Linked DNA regions of Triticum aestivum: region 2 is linked to region 1. A link is a contact called in public Hi-C data. All regions are on one chromosome and are shown on one strand. The core of a region is the stretch at or near the end of the contact, and the rest is flanking DNA. Distances in the headings are between cores, read along the strand shown.

Evidence for each region. Hi-C and Micro-C count contacts between places; a contact is called where the count stands out from the background.
Region 2: a Hi-C map of leaf shows a contact between it and region 1, with 2.5 times the contacts expected there. The contact joins the promoter of LOC123180146 here to the promoter of LOC123180145 in region 1. A contact is called at or near these places in 2 of 5 Hi-C or Micro-C datasets (both in leaf).

The regions. Positions count from the first base shown.
Region 1 is chr1D:40,022,478-40,027,683 of IWGSC CS RefSeq v2.1, reverse strand. LOC123180145 (ribonuclease II, chloroplastic/mitochondrial) reads right to left here and starts at 3,056. Exons shown (of 14, transcript XM_044592114.1): 1 at 2,745-3,056; 2 at 1,342-1,501; 3 at 679-792; 4 at 527-604; 5 at 320-448. The coding sequence starts at 2,953. It overlaps TRNAE-CUC (transfer RNA glutamic acid (anticodon CUC)), which reads left to right and starts at 3,273; the gene lies at 3,273-3,345. LOC123180144 (a long non-coding RNA gene) reads left to right here and starts at 3,655. Exons shown (of 3, transcript XR_006490729.1): 1 at 3,655-3,967; 2 at 4,741-5,206.
Region 2 is chr1D:40,222,449-40,227,654 of IWGSC CS RefSeq v2.1, reverse strand. LOC123180146 (protein Rf1, mitochondrial) reads right to left here and starts at 2,341. Exons shown (of 7, transcript XM_044592117.1): 1 at 1,829-2,341; 2 at 1,313-1,412; 3 at 1,191-1,235; 4 at 575-691; 5 at 310-425; 6 at 1-231.

The DNA.
Region 1 (5,206 bases), core at 1,807-4,306:
CACCCATTTGGCATATCAGAGGAAAAAGGTAAACATGATGATTTGTATGGCCTCCCGCCACGCAAAACTATGCTCTTAAATAGACTAAAACCATGGGCACACCGGCACAAAGACAACTGCTAGGCTTACAAGAGGCAAAATGGAACTGAATTGTGATTACAGTTGAAGGATTGGTCAGTTCAGGCTAGCGTTCTAAAGGAAATATCACGACCTTACATTCTTCTCAAAAGGAATTGTTGCAACATTAATGAGGTTGCCAAACTAATTCAGGGTGTGTAACACACGATATATATATCACACATATATTTAGAAAATATACCTGAGCAGATGGGCGAGGCTGGTATATGGAAGAACCTCTGCTCTCCACCTTCACAAAATACACAATATCCCGTGACAACAAAAAGTGTGCACAGTAGCTTTCCAGAGACTCCTTGCTGCCATAAACTATCTGATAAAATCACAAGTGTCACATTTGATGATTTGAACAGAGAAAGACACAGAATAACAAATCTAATGAACCTCTTACATCGGCAAACTCCTCAACAGTTACTGATTTGTCCTTCTCAGAAAGCTCCATCCAGGCACATTCCAAGATAGTAGGGTCCTGTAGCAAACCATATTATCAGTCACGATGCACATTATATGTTGTACACTTACAACTCGTGGAACGTTTCTCACCAAGAGATCTTGCGCTTTCTCGAGAAATTCAGCTATTCTTGAACAATCAAAATCCATGGTACCAGGTACAACATATGTCACCTGCTGGGGCTTTATAGAAGATAAGATACCATTCTGCACAAAAAATCAGCAGCTAAATCACAAGAGAATCTTGGGAGTGGTGATTTGGTGCCCGGGCTCAGATGAGCCCGGGCATGAACAGTACCGTGATTTGAAATAGAAAAGTTCAAAAAGTTCCAATTTTTTGTTGTGGTGCAAGATGCTCCTGTGCGTGAACTCCGTGCAAAGTTTGGACATTCGAGGAGCTCGTGGCAAAAAAGACAAATTTCGGATGTCTGAGAAACTTTTGAAAATCTCACTGTTCACGCCTGATTTTTGTCTTTTTTGCCACGAGCTTCTCGAATGTCCAAACTTCACAAAAATTTGCACGAAGTTCACGCACAGAAGCATCTTGCACCACAACAAAAAATTGGAATTTTTGAACTTTTTTCTATTTCAAATCGAGGTACTGTTCACCAGGCTCATCTGAGCCCGGGCTCTAGGTTGAATTATCGATCCGTAATGTCTTTTCATCTGTGAAAAGTGTACAAATATATCCTTGGAAATGAATTCACCAGGCACTGAGTATTCTATTGGACAGGCTAGTTATCCCTCTTTAAATACCTGGTCAGTGACTACCCAGTTTTTCTTCCCATCAGGCCTTTCGACAACAGCGAGCAAGGATCTCTCAGAATCTTTGTGAAATTCAAGCAGCAATCCTTTTTGTATTGTTCTCTTCTCTATCTTACTATCCGACAGTTCCTTTGTACCCTGCAATCCTATCCTGAAGAACAAGACAGAATCCTAACTGTAAGCTTCATTGCTGTCTTTTTTTAAACCAGCATATATTAATCATGGACGTAAGTAATCACAATCATGTTTGATCGACTCCAATACACAGGAGGGAGCCGACCCAATACAGTACACCCACAACCTCTGTCTCTCTTAAAGGACTGGGCAAGACTATCTGAAGCCCAGTAGTAAGCTTCATTGCATTGACCTACGCAATTATCATCACAACAACAAAGCCTTTTGTCCCAAGCAAGTTGTGGTAGGCTAGAGATGAAACCCAACATAAACCTGTGAGAACCTAAAATTAAAAGGTGCGTGCAAATTCCTTGGCTTCATCAAGCCTACAGTGATTTCCCGCTCGGTCGCTGCGGCGCGAGATGGGAACTGTTGGGTCAGAGACCTGCGTGGCCGCCTTGCTGTTCAGGCGGTGCTGCAGTCCACTGACCTCTGGTAGGCGACGTGCCATGAGCTGTGGAAGATTATGTTTTTTGTGTGGCTTTCCTGATGAACCGCAGCTGGACGTCTGATCGTCCGTCTAGCTAGGAGGGGGCTCCATCACCAGTGAGTGTGCCCATTGTGCTCTCAAGACTGGCCGTGCATCTATGTCAGAGAAATTTGGTTCCTGTCCCTGCAATGGCTCGGGTTCCAACACCTCGCCCTTGGCCCTGACGTGACGATTCTCGAGCAGTGGATTGGTGCCAAACAACGCTGTCTCAACTACACTCGGGAAGGGCTGCATTTTGGTGAACCTGTGCACCCTCCATTCTGTCTGGCGCTAAAGGAACAGGTGTGTGGGTTCAAGAACAAGGCCCTTCCAGCTTAATCGTGGGCAAGATTAAGGATCAGTGCCGCTAGTGGAAGATTGTAGGTGGAGCCGTGGAGGTAATCTAGCAAGTGTGATCCTGTAGTGTGCGTCTGGTGGGGATGGGTTGATGCGCAATCGTGTCTGTGTTGTCATGTAATGCTCTTGTCAATGGTGATGGTGTACATTCTACAATTTTCTCATTCCACAATTCGATGAAAAAGGGAACCTCCACATTGTCTATGTGAATTTAGCTAAAGTCCTTGTGCCATTTCCAACAGACAGCGTGACAGTGCATTTCCCACATGAAATGGCTTTGGAGACCACTACACTGTCCTACTACAATTCCACGACTAAATCTCCTCATGTGATGCACCCGGACCCGCTGGGAGAGGAGACAGCTGAGCTCTTACAATGCGAAAGGGGGCATTACCTTGCGGAGACCCGGACCCGCCTGCGGGACCGGAGCTCCTGGAGGACGGAGTCGACGAGGCGGCCCCGGCATGCGGCAGTGGCGCCGAACGCGGAGCGGCCCGCGGGGGCCAGGCGGGTGGCGCGGCCGAGCGGGCGGAGGCGGAAGAAGGCCAGCGCCGCCGAGGAGCACCCGCTCGCCGCCCTTGCCGCCATGGGCGACGGCCGCATCTGCGCGCGCGCCCGCGGTCGAGGGAGTGGGGAGGGGTGCCGCCGGTGAGCCTTGCTCGCCGCTGCTCCGGCCGGGGGTTTTGGCGATAAGGGAGGAGAGCGGTTCCGCACGCGAGTGGAGGGAGAGGAAGGCGAGGGCGAGGCTGCTGCTGTGGCGGACTGGGCCTGGGCCTCTCGCACTGGGGATGCATGGGCCGGCACTGGTTAGTGGGTGATGATTTCGAGTGCAGCGCACCGAATCAGCCCGGGCCGTCGAGGCTGGCGATCAAGGCCGAGAATAACCAACTTGAAACTTTTGTTGTAGAGGGAACACCACAGATCCGTCGTAGTCTAGGTGGTTAGGATACTCGGCTCTCACCCGAGAGACCCGGGTTCAAGTCCCGGCGACGGAACTTTTTGGCTTTTTTGCGTCCCTGTTTGCTTCCTGTCTCTGAAATTGTACGTCATTGCAAACTTAACGATCGATTAATGAATTATACAAGGGGGAAGACACCGAATATTCGTTTCTGAGCTCGAGCTCAGCTGCTCCTGAAATCATTCCCGTTCGCCCGCATGTGGATCTATGCTCGTACTGGTATTTTTTGTCGTATATGTAAGTATCGATCTAAAAATGACCCAGCCCTGTCCGCATTGATTGCTACGGCAGCCGGCATTATATGTGCGGACCAGGTGGTTCTCGCCGGCTCGGGCATTTTCCTGGTCCTCCCTGAGCCGTGCCTGTGACCCGGTATCCGTGACGGCCACCTGCCCCAGCCCTCGATAATTGCATCCCCACCCGTGCCCCCCCTCACAATCAACACAGCCCCATAGAAATCCCCATCGCCGCCGCTCCCTCCCACCTTGTTCGTTTGCCGCCATGTCTGTGGCGTCTTCCTTCTCTCTGACCGTCCCAGCTGACTTCCTGCTCCCTCTCAACCCGTATCCTTTTTGCGGCGACGAGATCGCGACGCGACGAACGTCGCAAGGACGGGAGACAAGGCGGGTCATCGGTTCTACAAGTGTAGAAAATACGATGTAAGCAGATCTGAAATTTCTTGTTCTTGTTCTTGTTTCAGAGCTGAGTTCGCAGATCCACACGAATACGCTTCGGCTTGCCCGTGCTTAGGAGCAAGTCGACATCACCAAGCCCTGTAGATGGTCCATCATGCCAACCAACCCCGTGTGCAGATAGTCCCCCTCCCATCCAGGCGCATATCCAGTCTTTGCCACCGATGCAGACCGTGCTGGTCAATCAAGTCCTCAAGCCACCGTTGCATCCCGTTCCCAAATGCTTGTAGTTGTCGCTCTGCTGCTTGCAGCTGCCAATCTCATGCTTACCGTGCTTGTATTATAGTCGCCATGTACTTTGGCTCGGTAATTAATATGTTCAGAGCTGTTTACTGAGCCGGGAACGGCCGCAAGGCGTCAACCATGTCAGGGTGGCTCCCTGGTACCTCAAGCCTGTTTCACATAATATTAGTACTGTTAGAACTTAATTGGTAGCTTCATATGTAATGGTGGTAACTATGTTAAGTATGCTTGTTACTGGCTGTCATTGAAATTAATTCTGTGTAATGAAATTTCTTATTGTTATATGCATCACTATGCTATTACACAATTTGTTATATAAGAACTGTCCCTTATATAAGTCTTTGTTGATCAGTTCGATACAAATTCTGCCCTGGCCGACCATTATGGGGTTGCACATAGACTGAAGTAGCAAATGTATTATAGAATATAGATTACTAGTATTATTTTTCATTTCAGTTCGTTAACTCAAATATTTCATTATTATTTTTCCTCACCAGTGATACAGAGACATTGATATTTGAAAGGTGCATAAGCTTCCACACCAACAGTCGATGGGAACAACCAGAATCATGCACTGATGTCTCAAAACATTTTCTGCATTTGAAAGTAGATGGGAGCATGTAACCAGTTACTTTGTTGGCATTTAACAAATCGAAGAAGATATGCACCAGGTTTTTCAGGTTAATTTTCTGCAGTCATGCATATCAAGTTGTTCCATTCGGAATGCAAATCTTTTTCTGCAAGGATGGCATGTTGTGAACAACAACCTTTTGTATCTACAACAAAACTTTGCTACCTGCACTAACTTTGCAACAGTTGGATAATTTTCTCTGGATTTATTTCTTTGTCAATGCGCCGCACCAGCGACTACCACTTCGGCGATGACTGTCGTTTTCTCCATCACTTCCCCACCATGGACATGATCAGGCTATTTACGAAAAAAGATGAACAACTGGACCTAGG
Region 2 (5,206 bases), core at 1,092-3,591, 200 kb before region 1:
CGCTCAGATTGACTCCCTTGAGTGGTGGTGAAATTGAGGCAGCAAAGCAACCATGAATTACAGGGATCGAGGGAGGAGAGTCCAGAGGTGGCAATGGCAATTGGATCAAAGTTGAAGGCAGGATGAAGGGGACGTGCGTGGAAAGAGGAGGAGGCTGCTGCTGCTGCACGGAGACAGGGTTGTATACCAGGAGGTTGGAGGTGTCGGCGTTACCTACGAGCATAGATCAAGCTACAGGCGGAGAAGCATATGTTGTTAGTAAAAAAGGATCCTGCGCTACTCGTCATTGGGGAGGCATGCCGGTTGAACCTGGATTGAAGCAGAAGAGGGTATGACCAAATCTTTCCCTGGTTCCACGCCAGCCCAGGATGAGAGACGGGGTGGCAGAGGTCTCTTCATCCATCATCGGGGTACCATGAATAAACCTGCATCGAACATCATGATTTGACCTGGTTGTCTAAAATTTGGCGAACAAATAGATACGCTAAACGCTATACATGAAGGCATGAAACACAAATGATTAATTCCTGACATGAAATTGTTAACATATAATCAGTATCCAAAGATCACTAACCTGAATTATTCCTGTAGGTATGACAGCCAAATCATGAGATAGAAACGCTTCTATAAGTCTCTATATTATCTTGTTGCATTGTAAACTTGTCATATATACACGCAATTCCTACTGGAACTATAGTAAACAATTAGGATAAAATCATGCTGGAGAATTTATTGCTTTCACCCATTTCTGAGTTTCTGTACAAAGAACTGAAACATACATTTTTTTAATGAAAAGTAGGAGAAGAACCATCAGACTTTTTAGGGCAAAGAATCACATATGGAGAGAAGGATGGCTACTCCTACCAAGAGGCTCTATATTACCTTGTTGCATTGTAAGCTTGTCACATATACACGCAATTCCTGCTCGAACTATACTACTATAGTATACAATTAGGATAAAATTATGCTGGGGAAGTCATTGGTTTCACTCATTTCTGAGTTTCTGTACAGAGAACTGAAACATAGATTTTTTTTAATGAATAGTAGGAGAAGAACCATCAGACTTCTTAGGGCAAAGAAACACATATGGAGAGATGGACGGCTATCAAGAGCTACAAATTAAAAAATACATAGTTATACATGCATACAAATGTTTTAGTTGTACATACCACATGCATATCATCACATACCTCATCGATCATGCTCAACGATCCCTTTTATGTATCAATATATGCCTACATAAGTATAAACCAAATCAAAAAAAAATCAACTTCTAATCTAATATCTGTTTGATCACGTGTTGACTTCATACTGTTGGAAAGTTGATGTACGTCGTTCTGAACACTGCATATACAGCAATGACGATTAACGATGTAGGCTGCTGTGAATCCATCTTTGACGCCCACAAAAGCCTGCAATACATGATGTAAACTGCGAACCCTAGAAACTGAGATTGGGAACACAACATATATATATATATATATATATATATATATACACTTATAACCTATATTTTTGTTTTTTTATACCAAATTTTACATATTGAATCAATATGCATGTAACTATTTATATCTAAACGTAATTTATTTAGGAAGCGACCGTAAGATTATCTTGGGTGAAGAATAACTTATTCTGCATCCTGGATGATGAATAGTAACACTATATATATATATATATATATATATATATATATATATATATATATATATATATATATATATATATATCAATGGCTACGAACACCGCCGACTGTCATGACTCCATCTTTGATGCCGACGAACGCATGATGTAAAAAGTGAACCCTAGGAACTGAGATTGGGAAAAGTACCGTTCAGATTGACTCCCTTGGGTGGTGGTGAAATTGAGGTAGCAAAGCAACCATGAATTACAGAGATCGAGGGAGGAGAGTCCAGAGGTGGCAATTGGATCAAAGTTGAAGGCAGGATGAAGGGGACGCGTGTGGAAAGAGGAGGAGGCTGCTGCTGCATGGAGACAGGGTTGTACATAAGGAGGATACCAGGAGGTTGGAGGTGTCGGCGTTACCTACGAGCATAGATCAAGCTACGGGCGGAGAAGCATATGTTGTTAGTAAAAAAGGATCCTGCGCTAGTCGTCATTGGGGAGGCATGCCGGTTGAACCTGGATTCAAGCAGAGGAGGGTATGACCAAATCTTTCCCTGGTTCCACGCCAGCCCAGGATGAGAGACGGGGTGGCAGAGGTCTCTTCATCCATCGTCGGGGTACCATGAATAGACCTGCATCGATTTTAACACTGATATTTTGTATTGATGGAGTGGAAGGAGATGAAACGTGAGAGATTGGGAGAGGGGAAGATGGCAAGGCCATGCTTACGTGAGAGGAGAGGATGGCCAGGCGTTTTGGGGAGGATAAGATGGAGAGACGTGAGACCTTTTTTTAGAATAGAGACGTGAGAGATAAAGAGAGGAGGTTGTGTATACGTGAGAGGAGATAAAGGCTGTTTTTTTTAAGATATGGGATATAATAGATGGGTTAATCTATACGGTTGTGAGTACATGAAACCAAATATATATGGGTTAATCTACACCGTTATAATTTGGTCCCACCAGATAAACGGCTCCTAATTTCTAATTAACGTGGAAATTTTTAGGGAGTCTCTAATTAGTATAGGTAGGTATAGATTTGCTACACTTCCGAACAAGTATCCGTTTTACGACGGGGTTGTCCATCCTGAAGCCGTTTGTATCCAAGTACACTTTGTCTACTGTCGGCGACCTCCATGGCGGACACCACGCCTGACAAGTGTTCGGTCAAATGTCATTGAGCGTATTTTCAAATATTATGTCGCTTTTTAGAGTACTCCCTCCTGTCCTTTTTAGTTCACATATAAGATTTGTCTGAAGTCAAACCTCGTAAACTTTGACCAAGTTTATAGAAAAAATTATCAACGTACAAAATGTGAAATTAACAACATTATATGCGTCATGACTTTAGTTCTCGTATTATATAAATTTAGCATTGTACTCCCTCCGTTCCAAAATAGATGACTCAACTTTGTACTAACTTAGTTAGTGCAAAGTTGAGTTAGTACAAAGTTGAGTCATCTCTTTTGGAACGGAGGGAGTAGATGTTAATATTTTTTCATATAAATATGGTCAAACTTTACGAAGTTTGACTTTAGACAATTCTTATATGCAGAGTAGAAAGGACCGGAGGGAGTACGAAGGATGGTGAGGTACTCAACCGTGAAGGATGAGTTATTGTGTGATGCGTGGTTGGCCGTATCCGCGGATTTCGTAGGCAGGAGCGGAGGGGAGACCTTCTGGCAGCAAGTGCATGAAAAGTTTCATGCATGAAAGCACATTGCGCCCTACAACATGTACATAATTCAACAACGCAACATGATGTCGTTATCATATCGCTGCTACACTATCCAGACCAGCGGCACCAAGTATTGCGACGTGGTTTGTCAGCTCGAGGCAAAGTGGCCATTGCACGCGGCAGAGGACGAGATCGTAAGTTTTACTTCCTCTTGCTCAACTGGTTGATTGATTCATTCACTCAGTGTTGGTCTACACATTCTATGTAGCTTGCATGCGCTGTCGTGGTATATCACAGGACAGGGGGACGGCCATTTACGTGACCACACATTTCGATGAAGCTGAAGGGGGAGTATGTGTGGAACATGATCTGTTGATGAAAAAGTTGTTGGACATCTGAAATCTAGTCGAATTTGAGACATTGTTGTACTAGACTTAATTTTCATGCTATGTATGGATGATTTGTGCTATTTTCTATCCGAACTTTGATGAATACCAGTCGGTTTGCATGAATTTCGTCGGGTTAGCTAAAATGCGGGTTGAAATGTATGTGGGCAGCGTTGGATGGCGGCCTCCTGGGACCAGTCCGCGGACGGATGCGGGAGAAAATTTGCAAGTTGCTGTTGGATGCCCTTATGTTCCATGGTTGTATGCTTAGAAAAGTTAGATATGCATATGCACTGATGTGGCATGTCTGCATACTTAGTAAACTTACTGAAAGGATCGATATAGTTGACTAGGGGGGGGGGGGGGGGGTGAATAGGCAACTAACAATTTTTAGCTTTTCTTTACCAAATTAAACTTTGCATCAAAGTAGGTTGTTTAGATATGCAACTATGTGAGCAACCTATATGATGCAACAACAACAAGCACACAAGCAAGCAAAGGATATAACACAATATAGCTTGCACAAGTAAAGGTGAGAGATAACCAAAAGTGGAACAGATGGAGATGAGGATGTGTTACCGAAGTTCCTTCCCTTTGAGGGGAAGTACGTCTCTGTTGGAGCGGTGTGGAGGCACAATTCTCCCCAAGAAGCCACTAAGGCCACCGTATTCTCCTCACGCCCTCACACAATGCGAGATGCTGTGATTCCACTATTGGTGCCCTTGGAGGCGGCGACCGAACCTTTACAAACAAGGTTGGGGCAATCGCCACAACTTAATTGGAGGCTTCCAACGACACCACGAAGCTTCACCGCAATGGACTACGGCTCCGCGGTGACCTCAACCGTCTAGGGTGCTCAAACACCCAAGAGTAACCAGATCCACAAGGGATTATTGGGGGGAATCAAATCTCTTGGTGGAAGTGAAGATCGAGGCCTTCTAACCAATCCCTAGAGAATCAACAAGTTTGATTGGCTAGGGAGAGAACAGGCGAAAATGGAGCTTAGAGCATCAATGGAGCTTAGGGATGGAAGAGGTGGTCAACTCGGAGAAGAAGACTCCCCTTTTATAGTGAAGGGACCAATCCAACCATTATCCACTTAACCAGCCCGCGACATGCGGTACTACCGCACCAGACAAGCGGTACTGCCGCAAGCCGTTGCGGTACTACCGCTAGGAGGTGTGGTACTACCGCACCCACGACAGATACAAGAAGAAGCCCTTTTGCGTTGATGCTATGAGCGGTAGAACCGTCGGAGCGGTACTACCGTGCGCCCTTGCGGTACTACCGCAAGGCAGGGTTCGACTGGGCTGGGAAGGCACGGATGACTAAAATTACATCCGTGACTACTTCCGCTGAGTTTAGATCGGTGCAAAAACCCGACACGGTACTACCGCATCCAGGGAGCGATACTACCGCATAGGGCGCGGATGTAAAAAATTACATCCGCCCCTACTTCCGCGCGAGTAGCAGTGCTAGACCAGAAGTCGCGGTACTACCGCGTCCTAGGAGCGGTACTA